Linked DNA regions of Sus scrofa: all the other regions are linked to region 1. The links are chromatin contacts, called in public Hi-C maps. All regions are on one chromosome and are shown on one strand. Each heading gives the region's core, a stretch centred on a gene start, on an enhancer-like site or on the middle of the called end of the contact. The rest is flanking DNA. Distances are from core to core; before and after follow the strand shown.

Region 1 (4,959 bases), core at 1,565-4,064:
GAAACATAGGCAAATATAAATAATGCGGTCAAGAACATCTTCGGTCTTAGAAACAACTAATAGATGTCTATTTCCAGACTCTATGGCCATCTTTCATTATCCCTGTCATGTGGACAGCACCAGTGAAAACTTCGTTCACATTTCTTATGTGATGCAAACATGTACTCAAATGGAGAGCTAACTGTATCTCCTTTGACATAATAATATCATATTTGCATAACACTTTTGGAAGCCAGATCATCATTTAAGTGAATGCCACTGAAGATACTTTGAGACAGGAGAGCATCTTTTTGAGAAGGGAGTTTGCCAGGTTTTGAAGCCAAGTTTCGCCTCGATTGGATGCGGATACACGGAGGGCGATGGAGATGAGGACGGGCGTTTGTGTGCTTGGACAATTCGGTGGCAGGCATCTTCCTTTACGTGCGTTACAGGGTTTATCTCAAGGGACTCTTCCTCCGTTTCTGCTGGGACACATCTTTCGGCACATAAACTAAACGCCATGAAGAGCCTTGTTTTCCTTGGTGCCTAGACATGAAGGCAGTGTGCTGCAGGCGGACAGAAAAAATGGAAGAATGTGCAACCCTAAGTTCTACTTCTAACCCGTTCAAATAATAAGCCACAGCATCATTTACCTTGGCTGCATCATTTACCTTTTGTAGGTTTCCGTTTCCTTTCGTGTCAGGCAAAATTATTCAGGGACTAAAAATGCTAGAATTGCGTTACTGACAAGGAAGCTCCCTTTGTCTCCACAGAGACTCCAACTCACAGATCCGATGGTCCATGGGAGAGTAAAAAAGTGTCACCCACAACTGGCACCTAAGATTCCTTAGGTGCCAATTCCTATACTTGCATTTGGAATTAAAGTTAGGAGTTCCCCTTGTGGCTCAGTGGGTTAAGAACCCAACTACTATCCATGAAGATGTGGGTTCGACCCCTGGCCTCGCTCAGTGGGTGAAGGATCCAGTGTTGCAGTGGCTGTGGTATATAGGCTGGCAGCTGCTCCATTGGTCCCCCAGCCTGGGAACTTCCATATGCTGCAGGAGCGGCCCTAAAAAGGAAAAAAAAAAAAGTCATTTTGAACCAAGACAGGATAACTTATGCTGCAACTATGTGAACCTCCTAATTCTTGAGGGCAATGCTGATGTCACATTCACCAGGCATCACCGTGGCATCTGGCAGGCAGAGAGATACTGCCTAAGTATTTGTGCAAAGATGAAATTGATTGAAATAATAATCAAAGAGTTCCTGGCTCAGTGGTTAACGAATCCGACTAGGAACCATGAGGTTGCGGGTTCAATCCCTGGCCTCGCTCAGTGGGTTAAGGATCCGGTGTTGCCGTGAGCTGTGGTGTAGGTCACAGATGCGGCTCGGATCCCGAGTTGCTGTGGCTCTGGCGTAGGCTGGCAGTTACAGCTCCGATTAGACCCTTAGCCTGGGAACCTCCATATGCCGCGGGTGCAGCCCTAGAAAAGGCAAAAAGACCAAAAAAAAAAGAAAGAAAAGAAATAATAAATCAAGATCCCATCTCTTGGCTTTTCCCTGAGTTGGAGTCATTCTTTGGAGGCATTCTGTGGTAGGAAGTATGTTTGTCCATATTTTGAAGTTTTTTCCTTTCAACTTGCCGTTCTTACCACCTGCACCCTGTGGAGCCATTGCAGCCCCAATGATTGGAATCTTGGATTCAGTTAAATATGAGCAAATCACATTTGTCACACTGCCTAAGTGTACAGCAGTCTCCAGACTGTATGCAAGTGTGGGTGAGCGTGCATGTGTGTGCGCGTGTTCTGTGCTGCCGCCTGCATGTTTGGGTGCATTCGTATCTGCAGATGTGTATCTCTTGCTAGTGAGGAGGGCGCCTGCCTTTCTACAGCCCTGCAACTCTTGAGAGCATTGCCTGTATCATTTTCAGCAGCTGAATCAATATTTTAATGGAAAATTAGAAAGAAAACGAGCATTTGGAAACCAAAGGTTGCCGACCGAGAGCAGAAAAAGAAAAAAGACTGCCCATCACCTAAAAGAGAGAGATCTAGGAATTGACTTCCCATCCATCTCTTTTATTCTGGTACTTCTTTGATAGCCAGCATCCTCTCTTGCAGCCCCTGATTGCTTATTTTAAATTGTCTTGCAGTTCTGAGCTTCCATCTTCCCGGTCCTGCCCCCCCCCCGCCCCCCTTCTCCTGGGCCTCCCAAATGATACACTGTGTCATTAGCCGTAGAGAGCCCAGAGAGGCTTCATGTCTACAGCCAACCCTGGGGAGAGCAGATGAGGAGAGGGCGATGTCTTCCTCCTGGAAGAGGATCTGACAGGCAAGCACAGATCCCCTGATGGCTCACCGCAGGTCTGAGGCTCTGCAGAGAAGCCACATAAAATTCTGCAGAAGGTTAAGTCTGCCAACAAGTGCAGCAAGCGGTAGGGATCCAGGTCAGAGGCACAAACATCGATCCTGAGGCGTGAATCACTGACCTCCGCCCACACTCACTGCTCTAAATTCTGAGTCTGCACTCACGAAAGATCGCATTTCCATCATCACAGCTCAGAAAGCGAAGCCGCATGCCATTGTTTTCCATCTCTTACTGGGCACCTCCTAGGGAAGGGTCTTCATTTCATCTTTCGATATCCGAAACACAATGCCAAACCTTCCCAAGTTCAACTCCCCTTCCATTCACCATGAACCCCAGAAAGAATGTGGGTAGAAGAAAAAGAGTGGCCAACATTCCTTTGTTCTGAATTGAACCCATGGTATTTGGATCATCCTCCAGGATGTGTCATAACATATTGTCTCTCTAACAATTGTCTCTGCGAAGGTCGGGTAAAGTCCCAAAGATGGAAAGCTGGGATAAAAGGGACACGCGCATTTCTCAACAGAGGAGAAGGGGGTTGGCGTTGATGTTTCGGCTTACGACACATGGAATTCCCCAATGAGTTTTCACTGATTGCAAAACAGGACAGGAGGAAAACCTCCATTCCAGAAAAGGCGCAGAGATAGAGGATCCGAAATATGTGACTTGAACTAAATGCCCATCAAAACCCCTTTTGGAATTCTGAAACTCTCTTTCAATATCAACCCAATCACTTCTCTGCTGAGCCGGATAACAGCCTGGACTGTACCCTCTCCCAGCCTCAGTGTCTCCATGGAAGTATGCATCCCAGTGAAGATAAACTTTTAGGGCTCACCTTAAGAACATCTTAAGAAATATATAATTACTCATTTCACATCCCTTTGTCCTTTACAATGTCCAACTAAAATAAAAACGTTGGAAGTTAAATATCAGTCATTCCAGATGCTAGCAACTCGGGTTCTTATTGCTCTAACAAAATTCCAGGGCAAAGTCCTGTACTTTTATGGTAGAATGCTAATTTGAATTTTAAGTGGTCGTTGAATATTAACCCTGACACTGGCCTGGACAGTGTTTCTCAACCTCAGCACTATCGACCTCCTGGCTGGATCATTCTTTTTGTTGTGGGGACTGTCCTGTGAGCTGTAGGATGTTTAGCAGCAACCCTGGCCTCTCCCCACCAGGTGCCAATAGCACACACACCGGCCACCTCTGTGGCAACAAACAAAAATGTCTCCTGAGGGCAAAAATCGCCCCCAGTTGGGAACTGCCATTGTCATCAAGGGGAACATTCATTCATTAGATATTTCTTTTCCACTTCAAAGAGCGCTCGCCCAAAGTTAGAGTGCATTCTGGACAAGGGAATGAAAAAAAAAGAAATTATGTATTTCCATCCATTTAATGGACTATTAAACAGCCATTAAAATATGGTATTTTAAGGTTTTTTGTTTTGTTTTGTTTTGACCATGCCCGTGGCATGTGGAAGTTCTCAGGCCAGGGATCGAACCCATACCACCGTGGTGACCCAAGCCCCTGCAATGACAACACTGGATCCTTAGCCCATGGCACCACAAGTGAACTCCTAAAAGATGTCTTTGAAGACATTTTTTAGGCGTGAGGATATGCTCATCTTACAACGTTTAATAATAAAAGAGCATGGAGTTCCCGTCGTGGCGCATTGGAAACGAATCCAATTAGGAACCGCAAGGTTTCGGGTTTGATCCCTGGCTTCACTCAGTGGATTAAGGATCCGGCGTTGCTGTGAGCTGTGGTGTAGGTTGCAGACATGGCTCAGATCCTGCGTTGCTGTGGCTGTGGTGTAGGCCGGTGGCTACAGCTCGGATTCAACCCCTAGCCTGGGAACCTCCGTATGCCTCGGGTGCGGCCCTCAAAAGACAAAAGACAAAAAAAAATTTTTTTTTAATAAAATAAAAAAGCAAACCATGACCATATTATGGCCATGTGTATATTTTATAAGACACATGCATTTTTAAATATTGAAAATGTTCTAAAGGGCAAACACCCTTAGAAATACCTTAAAATAATGAAAACCATGGTTATCTGTGGGTGATAGAATAATGCAGCATATCTTTCCTTATTTAAATTTTTCCTTTTTTGCAAACTGTCTACCATGACCATGTATTTTTATAATTTTATTTTTTTTTGTATTTTTATAATTTTAAAGCAGACACAGAAAAAGGAAAAGGAGTCTTGCATTATACAGCATGTTCATGATATCTGAACAAAAAGCTGCAAACAGGCTGCCATCCTCTATTCCTAATTTAATTTTCTTTATACACCCTGAAGGAAGTATAGCAATTCCTTTCCTACTCATCTGATACTTTTGCTCATAAAACCTTCACATCGGCTTCACTCTGCAGAGCTTCTAAGGCCAGAATTCATGACATGGTTTATTTTGTTTTACACCTTGCTTCTCAACCTGGATATACTCCTTCATTCATTCAATCATTCATTCCATACCCTGGCACTGAAATGGGTAGAATTCAGTGGGAGACAGGGCAGGCTGAGTCCCTGCTTTCATGGAAGATGCACAATAAATCAATAAACATATACATGGACAAGATAATTCCAGACAGTGATACGAGCTGTGATGGTAATAAA
Region 2 (4,959 bases), core at 1,189-3,688, 420 kb after region 1:
TAAAGAAAAAAACAGGGTGAAAAATTTCCTTCTGGTATTTTTCTATACATATATTTTTTTTCACATATAGGAAATATACTGTTCACTCAACTTCATTTTCTAGATTTTTTAAAAACAAATTTTAAAGATATTTGAGGTCAAATGTATAAATATTTCCCATTGTCAATGGTGTGCTGGTAAACCAAGTGTCAACAAAATAAAGAATAAAAAATAAATAAATGCCCCAATTTGTAGCATTTTCCAATTAATATAGTATAACTAGCCTTAATACAGAGAATATTAAGATACCACCAGTCTAATAACCAGCTATTAAAATTCTGAATATTTATCAAATTCGGCATGACCATAATATTACTGATTGTGGTATATATACTTTCTCTATATATTCAATATGAAGTGAAACCTTAAGAGTGTTTCTTCTAGTAGCTAACTTTTCATTTTAGTACCATGCTTTGAAAAATATTTTTATTATATTTTAAATGCCATTGATAGGGTTTGGGACTTTTAAGATATACTACATGCTTATTTTTATTGGGATATGTTTCTAGACTTCCTATTCTATTTTTTATTCATCTGTTTCTCTTGAAATCCCAGACTGTCTAAATTATTTTGGCTTTATAGTCTACTAAGTTCTTTGAGGATAGTGATTATATAGTTTTTTATCAATGTCACCCGTAGCTCAAAAGAGATTCCTTAGATGTAGTAGGCTCTCAGAAGATAGGCAAATAGGTGTTTTTGTTGGTATGTCTTACTTCCTGGCAAGATAAGTCCTGCAAGGACACTCAGTGTTCTAAGGCATATAAGCGATTGCTGGACTCAGATACTTAGTAAGAATTGTCTAGAATTTTAGCCTTAAAAGAAGACTTCAGACACATGTATCTGTCATCTATTGCTATGTAACAAGATCCTCTAAAACTTCGAGGCTTGAAATGAGGATCTGTTAATTCCCATTGCTTGGGCTCACTCATGAAGCTGAAGAATCAGTGTGGGGTGGGCTCAACCGGGAAAGCTATGAGTTGGGTCATTCTATGTGGTCTTTTATCGTCAGTGAGGCTGGACCTGGCTGTCTCACATGGTGGGAGCCACATTTCAAGAGGGCAAATCCTAATAGCTGTGATAGCTTATCGAGCATCTGCTTGAAGCATATTTGCCGATGTCCCAGTGGCTAAAGAAAAGTCACATGGCCGAACGCAGTGTTCACGTGAGAGGAAGCTACATAAGGATGTGGATACCAGAAAATGTGATTCATTGGTTCATTCATTCATGGGGGCCTTAGCTTATGAATCTGCGAAATAGATTCTTTTTCTGATCCAAGCGAGTTGCGTGGTTGGCCTCCATGTAAACGGAAAAAGTATCCAGTGGGCTATTCACAAATGTTATTTTTTTAAGGTAAATTAATACTTATGTTCTTGCCTTATATTATTTTATGTATATGTGCTATTTACACACCAGTTCCAAAAGGACTAGAGGATGCTTGCAATAAAAAGTAGATATAAGATTAAGCGTTAGAACTCTTCAAAAGTCTTAAAGGCTAACTTTGCCGAATCGAATACTCAATTTAATGTTGAGCTTCCTAGGAATCAAGGCAGAAATGGAGAAACATGATGGATCAATTGCTCTTTATTACTTACTGAGAGAAAGCACATTGTTTTTAGGAGTGATCACCTTTCTCTTGTCTCTAAATACACAGAGCATCCTAGAGAAAGAGGTGTTCCACAGAGCATTACTGAGAGTGGAGAAGCCTTCTCCCAACATCCTGGGACAGAAACCAAGGCACTAATGTGAGATTCACTGAACAGGTCTCTGACGTGGGACACACCATAGGATGAATGAATGCCGGTGTGTTGACATAGCCTACGTAGAGAACGTGGAATACTTCAGATTATCAATGCAACCTTCGACTACAGAGACACCATCAGAGATCCCTGGGCCACACATTTCAACTGTGGAGCCCCAATCCTTCCTGTTCATTCACTCTAGAACAGTCCTCCAAAACATTTCATAGCTTTTCTCTGCCTCTGCTGATTCAGGTCTCTCCACAAACGCTCTCTCATCAGAATTCTTCCCTGACCACACCGTCAAAATCAGTGTCTCTTCCCAACCCGCTTTCCTGAAGATACGGCCTCCCTTTCACTCACCCGGCTTTACGTTTCCTTGCCTTGGGTTGTCATCCTACTTGGCAGCCACCACTGCCACTGAATATTGCATGACTACAAATATTACTGCACAGGATCCCAGGATGACTTTTCTCTGGGTAGAGACTTAATGTCAATTTTGTTGGACGCTGGTTGATGATTTTCAGGAAGGCACTAGATGCATGAAATTCAAAACAAGGTAAAAGTGAGTCCACAGCTCTTTTGCACAGAGCAGCTGCTGCCTGTGTAGACTGGGTCTGTTTGAGGGTAGGCGTAAGCAGTGAGGGAGATATTAGAGGAGCTGTGTTTCAACTGGATCAACGTGGATCCATTCCAAGCTCTGTCACTCACTCGCTGTGTGACTTCTGGTAACTTTGGCCCCACGTTTATTCAAAGGTGAGCCAGGGATGATGATCTTGCTTGTTCCCAACGTGGTTGCCACGATTTAGTAACAACCTCAACAGTGTTTAGCACAGACGGACCCACACTGTGCATTTTCTCTTTCTTGCCACATATATACAGAAGAGGCGAGCGTTGACGAAGGCTGTTTTTTTTCTGAAGGCAATTTATTGGACTATCCCAGGGATGTTTATTTTCTTAACTAGAGGTCACAGGACTTGAAGACCACTAATGAAGGAGATGGTAGCTGGGGGAGCCGAGGAGTTTCCCCATTTCTTCCAAGTCTCTTCTTAGACTGAAAAAAAAAAAAGTCCCCTGTAAATTTTATGACTGCAGTGTCAAAAGTCTTCTATCCAAATCGCAGTAAATATTCTAATGAAGTCTGGAAAGAAAGCCATTTGTAATGGCTTGGGGCAGAGTATTAAGATAGCCTGTTTCTCGTTAGTCAGTCATTAGAGAGATCTAACATGCATGGGAAATGGTTTCCTGTTGTAAGTGCTTTAAAACCAAGTTTTAGGAAACCCCATTTCCTGCCGGCTCATTTGGAGACAGCAATGTGCCAACTGGTCAGACTTTTTAGCTGGTCAAATGGTGGCCTCCTTGGCTGCAATTGAGTTCAGATGCAGCAGCCTCAGAGTGGGCTTCGCTGCTCGGGGGTCCTGGCAAGAAGTAGGCAGGTCCATGGCGTAAGGACATCTGGACTGGGCACCGCTGGGGGCATTTTGCCTCCTATTTTAAGTGTTTTGATTCACGGCATGAATCAAATGCAGGAAGAGGAACTTCTAGCCTGGGCCTGGACACGGAGGTCTAGATCCTGCTGACGGAGCTGACGGGAAAATGGTGGATGTTTCTCTCTGGTTTGGGAGGGTTTGGACGGCCGATGGGAGAGCGCATTCTTTTAACTACTGTGCTGTGTATTAAAACGGAATTTTCTGAAATGAGGAAGTCCCAGAGACGTCCATTAGGATGCAGATGCGAGTATTTGCTAATCAAATCCATTTGCTTCTTTTTATGTGTGAGATGAGGGTCACTACTGTACGTGGAAGCCAGAAACTGATGGATGCGGGAAGACCACACAGGTCCTCACCTCCAGGAGACGCCTTCTGTAACAACTGCCCAAATCGACAAGGGAAACCCTCATTGCTGCTTAATCCATCATTGCTGCTTCACCCAGGAGAGGTCCCCAAGTATACCCACCTCTAGGTATACCCTGCTGTTCTAAGCGGGCACAGACAGCACAAATATATGCACTTTCTTAACCAACTGTCAGAAGGATGCAGTGAGAAAGTACTTTTACTGTCCCTATGATAACTTTCTTGACTCCTTGCTTCCTCCATACTCTTGCTATAGCCTCACTGGGGGCAGAATTTACCCCTTGACTTGAGGTGTGGCCACATCCTTGTTTGGGCCAATGATAGACAGTTGGAAGCGCCAGTCTGAGCCCAGGTCTTGAGAAGTCACACATGTTTCCTCCGGCCCTGTTGACACTCCCACCATCATTCTAGAAAGAACCAGCTAGTCTGTTGGTCCCAGAAAGACACTGAGAGATAAAAAGAGCAGAGCCACCAGTACTCACCCACAGAAAGCAGTGGGAAGCAAAGCCACCACAGCTGACCCTCAGCCGTGTGAAAATAAATAACTACTGTTTTAAGCCCCCGCATCTTGGGGCAGTTTGTTATAGCCCAATAGCTAACAGATACATCTCCATTTTACGAGTAAAGAAAGTATGACTCTGAGATCTTAGTATGGATTTTTCCAAGGCACAAAGCTTTTAGCTGGTAGAGTCAAGAAACAAACCTGGAGCTATTCAATTCTTAACCAGTATGCTAAGCTGCCATTCCCAGGGACCATGTTACTGGGGCTAGCGATTTCCAGGAAGCATCTCATGATTTGATTTTTTTTTTTCTTTTCTTTTAAGACAAACGCTATTGCCATTTTTTTTTTTTATTGGAACAACTAAGGGGTAGGACTGATTTGCCAGAGAGGTTCTTACAGTCAGGGAGAGCCAGGGACCTAGGGAAAATCCATCTCGTTCACTATCTTGAGACAAATTGAAGACTTTGTCTCTGTCCCCTGATCAGCTTATTCCCACCAGGACTTGGCCGTCTTTCCCCCTTTCCACCTAAGCTGATCTCAAGTGATGAAATGGGTACTTTCATTTTAACAAGGGAAACCTGATTTTTGAAAGCCTTCATAATCCAAAGTAACTGCACTCGAATGGTAGAATTCCAGGTCAGCTGTTAGGCTGTTGGGATGAAAGTCTTGGTCTGCCTAGAACACCTTACACCCAAATCCCTAAGTGGCCACTGGGCAGATAGGCCCTGGCAGGAAGATGCTTTGAAGACAGCATCACAGATTGGGAGAGCCTTGACCAAGAGATCAGGCAATGTTTGCTGAGGCCCGTTTGTGCTACAGACTCTCTGTG
Region 3 (4,959 bases), core at 662-3,161, 400 kb after region 1:
GGAGCGATCGGATTGCTTAGCTGTGTCTAGTCCACAAAGACCCAGGAGAGGGGTGGTGACAGTCCTGCCAGACGGCTTTCCATACCCAAGGCTGTCGGCTGAGTTTCTTAACTGCTGTGCATGCTCCTTATAAACACTCTCCTTGAAAGCAGAGTTTAAGATTATTTTTATCAAATCATATATTTTAAGTTCACTAAGGACAGCCTTAGACCTGCTCTGTCCTAGCATTTTGCCCTTTACCACTATCATTGCAACATCTCCCCCCCAGCTCTCTATTACCATTTGAACCCATTTTTTTTTTTTATATTCCCTAAAACAGACTGCTGAGCTTAAAGAATTACAGTATTTGGTCCAAATAACCCAGGAAGAAGCCACATGCATTTATGTGTTATAAAAACAGAGGTTCCTAGAATAGCATGCTCAGAAATTAGGGATGGCAGACATCTAACAGGTCATGGGTGGCCCTGTACAATTTAGTTAAATGCCTGGTATTTTTACAGAATTTCTTCTAACATTTCCTATTTTACTATTTCAGTCACATCTATTAGGAAACTGCATTTGCATCTTCTATGCAGACATTTAGAAGGCCACTGCGTCACTGAGCTGAAGCTGGCTCCTTGCCTTGACTTTAGTTCTCAGAACATTTTCTAAAGCATCACCAACTTATTCCTCTTGAAAAGCAACAATAACACTTTTTTTTTTGTTTGTTTTTGTCTTTTGTCTCTTTAGGGCTGCACCTGCGGCATATGAAGGTTCCTAGGCTAGGGGTCCAATTGGAGCTACAGCTGCCGGCCTACACCACAGTCACAGCAACACAGGACCCAAGCCGTGTGTTTTTGACCTACACCACAGCTCATGGCAACGCCAGATCCTTAACCCACTGAGAGAGGCCAGGGATGGAACTTGCATCCTCATGAATACTAGTCGGGTTCGTTAACCACTGAGCCATGATGGGAGCACCAGCAACAATAACACTTAATGTAAATATTTGCCCAGAAGGTGGTTTACTGAAGCAGTTTACAACACATAAAAAAGATAGAAGCCATCTGAATGTCTTAAAAAAAAAAAAAGATTGATAAAATAAGCTTTTGTATATCTTTTGACCCAATAGGAGGCCACCATTAAAAATGATGTAGATGCAAATTTATCAATTGCAAGTAATGGCCACAATAAGGACTCAAAGATGACAAAAGTAGATGACAAAATAGTATGTATTCTTGCCCTGATTTTTGTTAGAAATGATTCGTTTGTTGGCTTTTCAAGTTCGCAGTGTCACGACAGTGAACAGTAGCTAATGCTGAGATGATGGATGCTTTGGGTTTTTCTTTTTCTATTATCTACACGTCCGAATTTGTTTATACGACATGTAGTGCTTTTTATTAACAGGAAAAAAAATCTTTTGAACAGGGAAAAAAACCCTTCGTCTCTTTTTTCTTTAATTTTAATGCCTGGTTAAGAGGGGTCAATCCCCGTGAGTTCATTGAGAGACAGCCACTGAGATAGGAACTTTACAAATCAATATTTACCTTCCTGCTCACCTCAGCATGTGTTAATTGATTACCCCTCTGAAGAATTTTCTGGAGTTGAATTGCAAAGGCCCCTGTGGGGGGTCTTGCCTGCATCAGCAAAGGTGTTTTCTAGTTTTGTTAATTCTGCCAGATACATATTCTGACTCTCTCAAGCCCTGGCGGGTTTGTATCCCATTGAAGTAACTGACATCCAGGTGCACACCAGGTAAATAACTGTCCCCAAAGCGCCCCAAAAGGCAGGGTTGCAGTCCTCAGGCTGCCTGCAAACCCAATCCCTCACTCCAAGGATAAAGGAGACAGCTTCCCCTATAAAGTTACCCTATGGGACTGCAAGATTGCTCCTCTGTTCCCCTAAGCTTTGTTTATATCCCTTCAAACAAAGGCACAGAAAGCCACCCTGGCAGAAAGGTGTGTCCAGCAGTGAGTGTTTCTCCCGAAGCTCTGTGCTGGGTGTAAGGTAACTCTTTCCCCTGCCCTCACCCCCTCTTTTTAAAACCCAACTGATTACAAGTGTTGTTAAAGGTTACTGAACTAGAAAAACAAACCGCGCCATGGTTGGTGCATGGCTAATTACAGACGGGACTGCGTTGAAAACAATTGTTCTGGTACCTCTACATTTCTCTGAGCCTCCAACAGGAAGTGGGCTGTTTCTCTTTGGCCACTCTTAAGAAAGGATTACTGACAATCTAGAAACTGCTATCAGCTTTCTTTTCTATCCCGATCTAATACGAAACCATTTCTCCAGTATCGGCTTTCCCAACAAAAGTCTTTAGCGGCTGACATTGCATCATAACAACTGACTCAACAGATTGGAGCCCGAGGTACCTGCTCTCTCCTGATCATATTCCAGCGAAGGATATTGTCTGGGGCTGGTTGCGAGAGGAGGATGGAAGAAGGAGACCAGGGCTGTGCAGCATGGCCCCCACTCAGAGCAGAGCTTATAAGTTAGCACCTTGATTCTTCTCCTTGTCATTGTCCCTTGTGTGTTTCATGGTGACGCCACTTCGTGGGCTCTGCCTCATTGGGTCTGCTGCCATCTTCTGAAGTTTAAAATGAATGGGTTGAAGAAATCAAGCTGGTTTGACATAATTCATGGTGTGCCCCCCCCTCCCGTGAGAGGAATCAGAAGTTATCTGTATTTTGTAACCGCTCTGAGGAAGCTCCGTTACCAAGAACAGCAGAACCACCCCTCACCTGCTTGGTGTCGCCCCGCCATATTTCACTTGTCCATGGACCCCCCAAGCTTTGAAAGTACCAGCTCACCCTTTCCGCAGCCGTCCTCAACCTCAGATGATTGTTAAAAGAGGACCAAAAAGAAAACGAAAGCCCCCTAGTCCTCCCACTAACCCTGGAGGTGACATGGAAAATGCGGGAACACCTGGCCTTGGGCTTGCTGCGCATTTGCTGTGGAAACAATCTGTTCGGATTTAACGAGAAATGACGTCATCAAGCCTTTGTGGCCATCCCTTTCAGCCGCTTGATCCCAGGGGTCGGACTTTCTCAGATCAGAATACAACTTCAGGTCTGACAAAGGACATTTTCTACACACCAGGAAATCGAGCTTACGGAGATAAAAATCGTCCCCAGAATAAGGCTGCTGACCACTGCAGCAGGGCCATCTGGTCATCGTGCCAAGCCCCCATACTTTCGGAACACCCCATTCTTGCCAAAGGGCCAACGCGCTATAAAATGCTTTAAAAACATTGTATTTTAACAATGCTGAGCAGCCAAAACGGTTTGCTTTTAATGGCCATCTGTAGAAAGTCTCTTTTTATTTAGGAAAAACTATTTTAAATTAAATATCATAAGCCCACGAGCCATAGCAAACAATATTTTGGACCATATGCTCTGAATTAATATGCCAAACATTGCAACCTCTATTTTCTTCGTAGAAAGGGGGCCCGCCCTGACGTGGGGATGGGGGAGCCCAGAGGGAGAGAGAGGAGGAATTTTCAATAAGGCCACGGAGGAGAAGATGATGGCAAGGAACCAGAGCCAGGCTTCGCCAGAGTCATCTCTCTGCTGAATTATCTCAATACAGATTCACTTCCTTTTTAAAAAAGAAATTCCCTTTGGTCCATTTTTCTTCCTTGTCTGGAAACTTCATACCCGGGACTTCTAGCACTGTTGGCCACGCTTTCAATGACTTGGGAAAGTTGTGTAATTCTTTTCATCTGTTGCTGGCCTCCTTCCTGGGTGATAGGGTTTGGAAATGAGTTCCTTTCATCAGGTGCTGCGCAGAAATGGAAACTTGGAGACTGAAGTCTTCCTGTGGGTGACACTGCCCCCAGGGAATGTCCTTCCTGCCCTCCTCCAGTTCCTTCGGCAGCTCAGGGCAGCCAGGCTACCTTGGGAGGCTGAGCCCCATGGCCACCAAGAATTCAGTGAGCAGGAGTTCCCGCTGGGGTTCAGTGGGTTAAGAACCTGCCAGAGTGTCCATAAGGATGTGGGTTGGATCCCTGGCCTCTCTCAGTGGTCTAAGGATTTGGTGCTACTGCAAGCTACAGTGTAGGCCAGATGTGGTTCAGACCCGGTGTTGCTGTGCCTGTGGCGTCGGCCGGCAGCTGCAGCTTCAATTCAACCTCTAGCTTGGGAATATCCATATGCTGTAAAAGAATGGCCCTTAAAAAAAAAAAAAAAAGAAAAGAAAAGAAAAAAAGGACTCAGAGTGCTGTTGGCACTTGTAGGGGACTAAAGAGGATTCATTTAGGAGGGGGAATGCTGCCTTTTGTCTTTGCAAAGGGAGCATAGGATAGTTTGGGAACTGGTTTCATGGGGGTTACAGGGGCTCTAACCTCTAAGCAAGAATGACTGATCCTTCACAAGGTCACGGGGCTGGGTTGCACGGGGCTGGCATCGCTCCTGCAGGGGCAGTGGCACCAGGAGCTGCTTCAGGCTCCAGAGTAGCCTTCTGCATGGAGACTTCAAAATCATCCAGCATCAGACCTGATGTTCTTTGTGCCTGCTGCCCAAGCTCCCTCCCTCCAGCAGTTTCTTCTTTCTTGTGTCCCTTCTGCCCATTCTAGCAGGTTTCTTCTCCTTTTTCCCACTTTTCTTCCCCCTCCCCACTCTATTGAGTCTCTGCAGCCTTGGGTGTTACTGTAATTATTCTTAAAATCTAGGATGATTGGTGACATTTTGATACCCACCAAGCACCATCCAATTTACAAGTATCATGGTCAAACCTTACAACAGAGACCTGGGGCTCCTCACCCCCCATTTTAGAGATGAGAAAATGAGAAAATCTCAAGTCTGAGATCACACATGTCATAGGAGTAATTTCGAATCCAACCCGCATCAGTGGCCCTGGAAATTCCATATTCTTTCTCTTACCCTTGAATGTGGTCATATCCCACCCTTGAATGTGGTCTTTTTTTTGTAAAGTGAGTTTTAGGGCTCCGTAATAGTATTGGGTCTTTCCAACGAGGCT

Evidence for each region. A called contact is a pair of places that touch in the nucleus more often than the background predicts.
Region 2: a Hi-C map of liver shows a contact between it and region 1, with 9 times the contacts expected there. The contact joins two enhancer-like sites. A contact is called at or near these places in 3 of 47 Hi-C or Micro-C datasets (liver and skeletal muscle).
Region 3: a Hi-C map of liver shows a contact between it and region 1, with 2.4 times the contacts expected there. The contact joins two enhancer-like sites. A contact is called at or near these places in 2 of 47 Hi-C or Micro-C datasets (liver and skeletal muscle).

The regions. Positions count from the first base shown.
Region 1 is chr6:33,763,251-33,768,209 of Sscrofa11.1, reverse strand. No RefSeq gene overlaps it. Among named protein-coding and RNA genes, the nearest start is that of SALL1, 34 kb to the right of the region's middle. Within about 2 kb of position 2,814, at least 10 of the 83 cell types and tissues checked have an H3K27ac peak or open chromatin away from gene starts, as enhancers often do. A contact at or near this core is called in liver, where this site is marked.
Region 2 is chr6:33,340,485-33,345,443 of Sscrofa11.1, reverse strand. No RefSeq gene overlaps it. Among named protein-coding and RNA genes, the nearest start is that of SALL1, 390 kb to the left of the region's middle. Within about 2 kb of position 2,438, at least 1 of the 83 cell types and tissues checked has an H3K27ac peak or open chromatin away from gene starts, as enhancers often do. A contact at or near this core is called in liver, where this site is marked.
Region 3 is chr6:33,366,178-33,371,136 of Sscrofa11.1, reverse strand. No RefSeq gene overlaps it. Among named protein-coding and RNA genes, the nearest start is that of SALL1, 360 kb to the left of the region's middle. Within about 2 kb of position 1,911, at least 6 of the 83 cell types and tissues checked have an H3K27ac peak or open chromatin away from gene starts, as enhancers often do. A contact at or near this core is called in liver, where this site is marked.